Linked DNA regions of Mus musculus: region 1 is linked to region 2. Evidence: chromatin contacts called from public Micro-C data. All regions are on one chromosome and are shown on one strand. The core of a region is the stretch at or near the end of the contact, and the rest is flanking DNA. Distances in the headings are between cores, read along the strand shown. Region 1 overlaps Wdr20 (WD repeat domain 20). Region 2 has its middle 6.7 kb from the start of Hsp90aa1.

Evidence for each region. Hi-C and Micro-C count contacts between places; a contact is called where the count stands out from the background.
Region 1: a Micro-C map of muscle stem cells shows a contact between it and region 2, with 4 times the contacts expected there. The contact joins two enhancer-like sites. A contact is called at or near these places in 4 of 39 promoter capture datasets (the C10 cell line, the HPC-7 cell line, cranial neural crest and 1 more), 1 of 15 datasets of contacts at CTCF or cohesin (pro-B cells), 13 of 484 Hi-C or Micro-C datasets (CD4 single positive thymocytes, CD8 T cells, the N1E-115 cell line and 8 more), 6 of 115 datasets of contacts at active chromatin or transcription factors (embryonic hindbrain, embryonic stem cells, kidney and 1 more) and 2 of 9 other capture datasets (adipose tissue and liver).

Annotation. Positions count from the first base shown.
Region 1 is chr12:110,794,647-110,800,018 of GRCm38.p6, reverse strand. Wdr20 (WD repeat domain 20) reads right to left here. Exons shown (of 3, transcript NM_027149.4): 3 at 4,991-5,372. Among named protein-coding and RNA genes, the nearest start is that of Mok, 44 kb to the left of the region's middle. Within about 2 kb of position 1,893, at least 79 of the 459 cell types and tissues checked have an H3K27ac peak or open chromatin away from gene starts, as enhancers often do. A contact at or near this core is called in muscle stem cells, pancreatic cancer cells and rod photoreceptor, where this site is marked.
Region 2 is chr12:110,700,756-110,705,439 of GRCm38.p6, reverse strand. No RefSeq gene overlaps it. Among named protein-coding and RNA genes, the nearest start is that of Hsp90aa1, 6.7 kb to the right of the region's middle. Within about 2 kb of position 2,124, at least 128 of the 459 cell types and tissues checked have an H3K27ac peak or open chromatin away from gene starts, as enhancers often do. A contact at or near this core is called in muscle stem cells, pancreatic cancer cells and rod photoreceptor, where this site is marked.

The DNA.
Region 1 (5,372 bases), core at 644-3,143, 95 kb before region 2:
GCAGCCAGCCCTACACGGAGGGACAAGGATGATGTCACTTCTCCCACGCACATACTAGAAGGGTTCTGGGTTGTTTTGTTTTGTTTTTAATCACATTATGATTTTCTTTAAACACATTTGAAAATGCTATTAACCTGCCTTTTTAGACTTTAAAGCTATAGCGCTGAGAAAAAGCCGCGCTGCTCCTGTGGTGGGAAATTGGGAGGTCACTTTAAACTACAGGTTGAACATTTCTCCTGCTTTGCAGGACTCCTAGCCAACCCAACCTGCACCCATTAAGTCAGGTAGTAAGGAAACCCTGGAATTCTGTGAGGGCTGAGAGGCAGAGCATAGGGCTTGGCAGGCCACCGGCCTGGAGGACAGGCCGCTAAGCAAAAGCCCAGTGTCTCGGGAACTAAGAGGCAACAGCTGTATGGGGCAGCATGGGCCGGCTCCCTCTCACCTTGTCGCCCGGGCAGGGACCTGTCCTTAGAGCAGGACAACAAGCATGGCTGATGCTCCTGGGCAGTGAAGTCACCTACTGCTCCTGCTACCCTGGGCTCTAGGTGATCACAGCAGCCAAGCCCCAGCACAGAAGCCCAGCAGGGGTGAGGTGGGAAGAGCTCCTACAGAGGCCCACGGTGCCCTTGGCTCACTAGGCTGGCTAGGTGGCTGCAGAGCCAACTGGTAGACCTTCAGAGAGTTATCATTAGCATTACATTTGACCTTTTCACACTCAGAGAATCCCAGTGCCTCACTGAGAGCAGCTCACACAGCAGAATCTGGGCTGCTCAGTATCTGCATTTCATCTAGAAGCTAACTGAGACCATGGTCCACACAGAGTCATCCATGGTGTCTCACAAACATTAACAAGGCTCTGAATTTTACAGCATTTAACAGCTTCTCTCTTTTGGCTCACTGAGATTCCTTTTTATGAAGCTTGGATGTGAAAATGACTTAAAATTTATCTACATTTACAATGCATTCACACGTTTATTCAATGTCAATATACAGAGGACAGCCTCCAGTACTTCAGAAGTCAAGTATATGGTAAATCTTTTGCTGTGACAGGGACAAGGGAACAGCTAAAAGACAAAGCAGTGAAACAGAACATGGTTCTCAGAAATGAATAACAATACTGATATTCAAGCTTCATTAGTTATTGCGACATTAGGAGCTCAGTTTCCTGGTAGTTCACAGCAGGAGGGCTCTTCATGAAATTTATTCAAGTTGTGAAGAGATCAGATGAAAATGTAAGAAAGGAATACATGTATTACCTTGACTTTCACTGAAAATAAATATACCCATACAACTTTACACAATGTCACTTAATAACAGTCTTTAAAACCTAAGTACACAGAAGTAAAAATGCACGATTTTCATACTTTTACCTCAAGAGTCAGGAATTGAACCATGACACAAAGAAAATGTAATAAGTGCAGCATGAGTGAAAACCCCAGCATCATGGGACAGTTGCTCCATGAAAAGAACAGTCTTACAATTCAATCTGGGATCTGATTCGTCAAGGTAACAGCTGAATACAAGTGCTTTTCCACAAATGAGCCACAGGCTTTACCAGGGCCACACTGACGTCTCTGTTCCCTGGGACAGCCACCACATAGCACTTTGATGAGCACCTTGTTAACCTAAGCCAGCTTGTGGTGGTCCAGTCAGCCCAAGGCAAACAGCATGCTCTGACATAAACAGGGCATGGGGGTGTGGCGGCTCCCCCATGCATTCCCAGGACAGAGACCAGTTCAGCCTTAGAAACCAAACCCAAGCCAGAGGCCATGTCTTCAAGTCAGTACAGGCCTACCCAGAGAAGTGCACGGAGGCTCCATGGGTAAGGAGAGGGCCTCAACAGTGGTCACACATGCCTCAGTGCTGCAAACTGGTCCTGAGCCAAGATGTGTGACTAACTGCCCACAGCGTAGCGTGCACTCCAAGGTCAGCCACTGGAAAAGCCACCACTAAGCTCTGGCTGGCCGGCCGTGTCTTGTGTCCTGTTACTCTTTACACTTCCGAGCTTGCTCAACAAAGAAAACGTTTCCCTCCAGCAGGTGAGAGGGCCTTGTACACAGGCACACGTGTGCCTTATAAGGCAGGCTCACTCATTTTAGCACAAATTCAGAATGCATCATTACAGGATGGAAGGAACAGCTGTGCCCTGAGCGTTTAAGACAAACACTAGAGCAGACTACTGACCTGGGCCTTGTCCACCTAATTTAAGAGTGCCTCTGAAGACAATGTGGCTGCTCTCCTCTCCCTGCTGGCTTCTCTAATGGCCCTCACCCTGCATCCTGACCTCAGCAGCTCTCAGAGCACTTCTAAACTCAACCATCAGGACAAACTTAATCCTCTGCCCTGTGTAGGCTAATCTGGAGGCAGAAGCCACTACTAGCTGCAGGTATCACCCAGTCTCTCTGGAGCATTTGTTTAAGAGGAAGATACAACTTCTGAGCCTCTGCAGAGGGCTGGGATGTGGCGTGTTGGGCAGGGGTTGAGTCCTTTGGCATAATCCCTGGCACCACATGCACAGAGAAGGAAAACGGGGGGGGGGGGAGCTGGGGGCTGATTCACCATAGCTACAGGGCAGCTGCTTTCTCGAGTCACCAGAAAGGTTGTCTGCGGTGGGCAAGCAGGACAGACAGGAGGGTCCAACTGTCCAGTGGCCCTCACTGAGCCCGCAGACTCTGTCTGGGTCACAGCAAGCAGACTGGAACCCTGCCTTTAAGAGCCTCTTGCCAGTAGCTGTTTTAGTCCAGTAGCTAGTTACCAAAGATATTCTTGCTCATGAAAACGCTCAGGGAAGTTTTGATGAGGAAGCTCAAAGTTTGTTTAGAAAACTAAAAACATTTCTCTGGGTGGCTACTGTAGAAGCACAGTGGCCCTAGTCCTCATTCTTTGGAGATCAGGACCCACCATGGCAATCGGTGCAACCCCATGACACCCCACCACCTCTGTCTGCAGGGCACAAGGAGGAAGGAAGCCCCGCCCTCCAGCACCAGCACCCTCTTCTGGAGCTGCCGCACCTTTAGTTCTGGTCTTGGAGAACACCTTGCACTCTGTCCTCCTGCCTGCAGAACTGCTCTGCCGGCTGTCAAAGAAAGGGGGGCAGGAGTCAGTCAGGGGGGTAGAGCGGGCCTGGAGCAGCACCACGCCCTCCATGCAGGGGCCAGCCTGGGCCAGGTCATGCAACTAAGACAGCCCTCTAGAGCTGGCCTGGGCTCTTACCAGACCCTGAACCTAGCAGGGAGCCCAGGAGGGTAAGACACACACACAGCAAAGGACCCCAAACAGGGTTTCCAGGTTAATCATTAAGGACACAACACTTAGCAGCAGAAGTTGAAATATACTGTGACTAAACCCCAAATCACAAACTGTGACGTTTTTATGGGGATGCAGAAGAGAATTCATAGGTCTCCATCCGACAACATCAGCAGGGTCTTTTCTTTCCCCCTTTAAAGAAAGTAGTTTCCACCCTGTTCTACCTCCCCCGCTTCCCACTAGCGAGTGATTCGAGTCACTGTCAGCATCCTATCTATTTCCCCTTGATCCCAGCTCATGGGTCTAGGAATGCTACCAGGACAGGGCATCTGTAAGCTCCCATCATCTGTGCTGGGTCCACAGATACACATGCAATGGCCCCCTGCCAGCAAAGATACCCTCAAACTGAGAGACCACCATATGCTTCACCATAAACGTTACTTACCTATGACTGGCCACTCCCTATTTAGGCCAAACACACAGTCTTGAATTTGGAAACTGCATACTCAATGACTCCGAAGCATTTGACAATATCTCAGAAACTGCACAGAGTGTTTTATTTCTAGCCTGCCCACCCAGCAGCTCAATTTGATCTCTGAAGTTCTGAAAGTCTATATAGCAGCAGTCTTTGCTACCTCAGATCAGAACCCTACGAACAAAGGAGTCAATTTCCAGGGTAGATGGGACATGAGTACCCTTGTGAAGAGTTAGTTGCTCATGGAACAACATGAAATGCCTTGGCACACAGGTGAGATACGCTGGAGACTGCCACCATCTCATAGGCAGAATGTTTCGGTGGCTACCACATTAAACAGCAGCCACTTCTTGGGGGGGGGGGGGATAGGAATGGGGGGCGCCCAGATCCACCATGAACATGTAAGAGCAAGGGAAGGGGCCTGGGATATGGCCTGGATTTCTGGAAAGGGAAGCCAGTAGCTGACCACTGTCTACCAGAGTCTTGATACCTTGGAGACATAAAAGCCAAGTCTTCATTACTGAGCCAAGTTCACTCTAGACTCAATACAAACGATCATTACTGCTATATTTAACTACAAAGGTGTACAACACAGAAAAATAATCCTAAATGTTCTAAATAAATTAAGAAATAAAATAACTATCATTTTGATACAAAATACCCAGCTCAAGGAACTATCCTCCACTGTGAAAACTGGTGTTTGAAAAGAAATTCCTTGAGCAGCTGAGCTGGACCTAAGGAGCTGAAAGCAAACTGCCACAGGGGCAGTTGACCCAGCACTGCTCCTGAGGACACGGGCTAAGGGAGGGGTGGCACTCAGGGTAGGATCTGAGTCCTACAGCAGTGCTGTCTCCAAGAGTCCTGGACTCTCAGCTGCTGTACAAGAACATGACGGCTGTGTGTGTGTGTGTGTGTGTCTTTGTGCTTTTCCCCTGGGGGACCTGAACCCACCAAATGCCAAGTCAGGAGGCACGCTGCAGCCTGGACACCTAACAGTCCTCACAGAGCAGAACAGAGGAACCTGTCCTTGGCTTCCAGCCAACTTCCTGCCCCTCCCACTCCATACAACAAAACAGTCAGACCCTCTCTTCTGCTGTTGGGGAAAAACTAAGTATGTGCATCTAACATGTGAGTCTTAGCTGATGTGGCAAGAGGGAGGCCTTCTGAAAGCCGTGGCTGCTGTCCTTGGCCACCGAACATCTAAACTGCCCAGCTCCGGAACACGTGGGGACTTTAGTGCACAATTTGAATCAGAGTTCTACAAACTGCTTCTTTGAAAAAAGATGTTTATTAAACAATTTTAATTGTCATAAAATGACTAAAATGGGTTTTAAAAATTAAGGCTCTTCTCTTTCTGTGGATTGCCAGACAATGTAAAAATAATATCAATCAACCCTGATGAATGCTTTGTTCCTAAGTTAACTTTCATAAATTCCTAAGTTATTTTATAATTTAAGATAAAAAGTTGGACTATAAATGATAATTAATACCCATGTGTACTGACATACACTGACCAGGTATACAATAATCTAGTTGAGTGGTTACGCAAAAAATATCCCAGTTAAAGCATAAATTTTGACTTTAGCATTTTAATGTCATTATTTCTCCACACTGTCATGATTTCCCTAAAACTGAAATAGCCTCATACAGG
Region 2 (4,684 bases), core at 875-3,374:
GGTTGTGCTAAGGTCTGGGACCTGTTACAGAGGTGTGGGGGAGGGGGTATGGGGGAGGGGGCTGAGTCCAAAATTGTTTGCCCCACATGAGTTAACACAACAGGGTTTTGGTACACCCTAAGGATCAAAAATACTGACACCACAGGAAAGGTGGATAGCTCAGCAGCCGTCCACCAAGCTGGTGGGAGAGAGACTCCATTCTCCAGGCTGCCTGTCTCCTCCACTGCCTCACTACCGGCACTGAACTCCAACATATTGTGAAATGAGTATCCCTATAACAGAAGCAAGGCAACATGTGTCCTACAACATTAGAACTACTCAGGCTGAGAAGTGAGTGAGGCCTGCCCTCAGTTCCAGCATCAGGAAACCCCTTAGGACAGGGAAGGTTCCCCTCCCTCCCGTCACTACACTCCCTCCCGTCACTTCCACAGCTGGTCACTCACGCCTCACTCAGTCTCTCTTGAGCCCTCAAACAGCTCTCAGCCTCTGTCCTTGCCATCCCTTTCCCCATTGTGTGACCCACAGCCAGCCACTGCCCATGAGTGCCTTGTTGGAATTCCTTCCCTTCCACAGGCTGCACTGCCTGACCTAGTGAGCTGAGTTCCTTCTGAGAAAACCCATCCTGTTTCAGTGGCTTGGTTCAAAGACCACACTTGTTCCTCATCGTGAAATGGAGTCCGGGATATGTCGCAGAAGCAGATAGCTTTGCTATCGGAGGGGACCCGGAGGAAACAAGGTATGGCAGTTGGGATGCCAGCCCAGGTCTTCAGGATACAGTGCAGATGTCTGGTACTTCTGTCACTAATGTGTTGAGCTTGCTGGTGTCTACACACGAATTCACAGCTACTGCGCACAGAATTGCCCAGGTGGGCAGGCAAAACGAGGTCATTGTCAAGACCCTGTGATTCTCAGGAAAAGAAGAGACCTGTTTTGTTTTGTTTTGTTTTGTTTTGTTTTGTTTTGTTTTAAACTACAACTTAAATCTCCCAAATTACTCTACTCGGGCTTTTGGGGCAGGAAAATTAAAGTTTCATGACCTGTCTTGGTTATGGAAAGTTCCAGACAAGTTGGGCATCTAAGCAAAAGCCTGCCTCAACAGTAAAAAGAATGGGGCCCAGGAATGCAGCTCAGTGGCGGAGGGAGGACTTGACTGGCATCCTCAGGTCCATCCGACCCAACACCTCACAAACAAGTACTGGAAATAAAAAGAAGACGAAAGACTGGGATGCCACATCTTTTAAATTCACATTCCATTTTGGAGACCCTGACCCTAAGTTTGAATTCAGGTAAACTAACAGGCCAGTACCTAGCATTAGTTTCCAAGCTACCCCTCAACAAGACCCGAGCCTAGCTCCGGTCTCTAGGCTAATCGCCAACAAGACCAGCGTTTCCAGGTTACACCCTCAATAAGACCAGTGTCTCCAGGTTATTTCCTCAACAAACCTGCACCCCTGGGTTACAAGCCCACCCCCTGCCTAACGACCACCAATGCAGAGGACAGCAGAAGTTAAGTTATGATCCGACTCCCAGCACCAGCCAGTTATGTTAAAGACCACAGGAGCTTGCCAATCAGATGCATGCACACGTACTCCATCCCTGCTCCCTGCTCGCTGCTTCCTAGAGAGCCCTGCCTCCTAGGTGTAGTGGATGGGAGTGAGTTTACCTCCAATTATTTACAACAACTGGCTGTTGTTTTTTGTTTGTATTTCTCCACAGGAAAACGTGGGTTTTGTCACATGTAAGCTTGTCCTTGTGATTGAACACTTTAGATAGGCATTCGGGGATCTCATCCCATCCCCCACCAAAACTGTCCTGTGTGACAGCGGTGTGTTGGGTGGCCTGAGCTAGCTTGAGTAAAGGCCCTGCTATGAGTTGCATCAGATTGGCTCCTGTCTGTGTTTGGGGGGATCACTAACATTTCCCTGGCACCACAAGACTACAGCTCAAGAGCGAATTACTTCTTAGTATGTAGGAGGTCGGAAAGTCACACACTGCCTTGAACTCTCTTTGTCATCCTGGCAGGTTTTCAACTTGTCATTTCAGTCTGAGTCAGCTTCCTGCATTGCTGGGATGATAGGCCTGCACTACGGAATGCACCCAGGCCTGCTGCTCTCGGAACTTTGCAGCAGGGGGTCTGTGGTCCTGGCTGAGTCAGGAAGATTATTGGTGATTCCAGGCTGTCTTACACACAGGAACACCACCTCATCCTTGCTCCGCGAAGTACCAGAAGCTTTGCCTTGAATTCTTGAGTGAAGACTGCGGTGAAAGTCAACTCCCATGGGAGCTCAGTTGTTCCTATTGGAAGGCCTCCAGCAGCTGACCAGCAGGTGGCGCTAAACACCCGTGCAGCCCCTTAGGAATGAAGGGCTCTAGCTATACACTAATTCTTTCTGTATGATTTTGACTGCCCTGGGCTGGGTCTGGAGATGGTCCAATAAGGATAAAGAGATAATAATCTGTAATTTCAGTTTAGCTGGATGAGCTTAGAACTCTGGAGGAAGCACATAGAGGGATCTGAGCTCAATAAAGTGTCTTTAAAAAAAAAGGTTCCAGGCTCAAAGGGAACCTTTCAGGGTGGAGAGGTCAGGCCCTAGGGCTACCGTTGTAATTTACATAAAGGCAGGGATGGTAAAATGTGGAATAGCCCTGAAGTGTCCTTATGCAAAGTACAAGGTCGGGACAAGGACCCAGAGTCATGTGAGGGCTGGGGCAGAAAATTCCAAGAAAACAAAACAACAAGAATTCCTATGACCTCAGTTTCTCTAACCCAGGGAATTGTTCTTAGAAGGTGCTTGTGTGCCCTCCCTGGTGTAGCGGGTAAGAGTGAGTTCACCTCAGATTATTTACGAGGCAGTTGGTTTTTGTTTGTATGTTTCTGTGGGAAAGAAATGTGGGCTTTGCCACGTGTAGCTGTCCTTGTGATTGAACCCCTCACTCCGGTGATTCTTCCGAACCTTCGGATGTAAACTGCCCAAAGCTCTGAGACTTTAGACCTCCTCATTTCAGGCTCCATTCTTCCAGGTTCCACCTCCGCAAGAACAGTAGACGTTAAGAGGTCCGCCCTGCCGTAGAGGCTGCTTAAGGGTGAGAAAATGGAACTCGGGAGGAAGAAAGAGGCTGGAACAAACCAGAAAGCCAAGCAGCAGCCATCGCCCTTGTAGACTATCCTTCCCCTCCCTGAATCAGTTTCTTTGCTCGACGTGCATTTGCGTGTGTGTGTGTGTGTGTGTGTGTGTGTGTGTGTGTGTGTGTGTGGTGCTGGAAACTAGTGCCTCACATGCATTAAACATGTCTTTTCCAGCTGAGCAAATCTAGCCTTTGTATTCCTGATAAGGTTGCCATGATCTTCTTATGACTGAGAAAGCTGCCCCAGCTGTCGGGAGCTGGGCACTCCTCTGTGGACAGTGCTGTCATGGCCTGGTGACAGACCTGCAGATAATGTATGCCATGGGGCTGGATATAGGAGGGGGGTCTCCCCAGCCAGTGACTGTGTGAACTGGGTCCCAGACAGGGAACAGGAGAGAGGAGCTGGCTAAAGGGGCCCTGGGGCTGACAGCCTAGATAGAAAGTAAGGGCATAGTGTCCTGCATGCCCTGAGGGTTCCCCACTCCTTAAAATGGCAGCTGAGAAAGGCACGAATCAGTCCAGCAAAAGCCAGCTAAGTAGGGCCTGGCATGGCACCTGAAAGCTTGAGTTCTATCTAAGTAGCTCCTGAGCATGGGGGAAAGAGTGTTCCAAGGACAATCTGAGGCAGCCCTCAGGTGTGGTAGAGGGAGGCCTGGAGTCAGGTGACTCAGCAGGTTTAAGAAAACCACAGTGCTCCAGGGAAGGAAGCTCTAGCTCTCTCTCTCTCTCTCTCTCTCTCTCTCTCTCTCTCTCTCTCTCTCTCTCTCTCCTGCTGTCCTCTTGCCCCTCCCCGTTCTCCTCCCCCCTCTCTCGCCATGTGCTCATGGCCTGCTTCTACTTCTCTGCTCTCTCTCTCTCTCTCTCTCTCTCTCTCTCTCACACACACACACACACACACACACACACACACACACACACGACCTTTGGTCTGACAGGACTGAGACCCTGACAAAGCTCCTCACACGGGATGTTCACCTCTTTCTGGTTTGTCCCACCCTCTCAGAGCTAAGGGTGCTACTCCAGGCCAGACAATGTGCTTGTGTGGGGCTCAGACTCCCCTGAGTCCTGTCCCATCCCTGACTCCAGATTAGCACTAGCAGATTACAAACTGGACTTCTGCAAGGGGGTGGTTTGGGAGTGAAAGAGACAGGTTAGTGTTGTGCTTTATAAAGAGAGGGAAGGACTATGTTTAGTGGCTGTGAGGTCAGGTATTGGGGAAGGGGGTGCCTCTGCGGGCCCATGCCAAGGCATCCCTTCCCCCTGACGGACCAGACACAAGAAGGCAAAGTATAGAATAGAGTTTATTTAAGGCATGGGGGAGGGGAGTTGAGAGAAAGTCAGAGAGAGTAGAGTAGTAGAAGCCAGCCATGAGCACATGGAGAGAGGGGGGAGGGGAATGGAGAGAGGAGAGCAAGCAGGCAAGAGAGAGCAGAAAGGGCCAGCAGCCCCTTCATAGTGAATCAGCCACACCTGTTTCTTGCCAGGTAACTGGGACAGAGCCCAAAGTGCTAACAGTTGGGATGGAAGCTCCTACCCATTCTCTCTTACACCCACACCC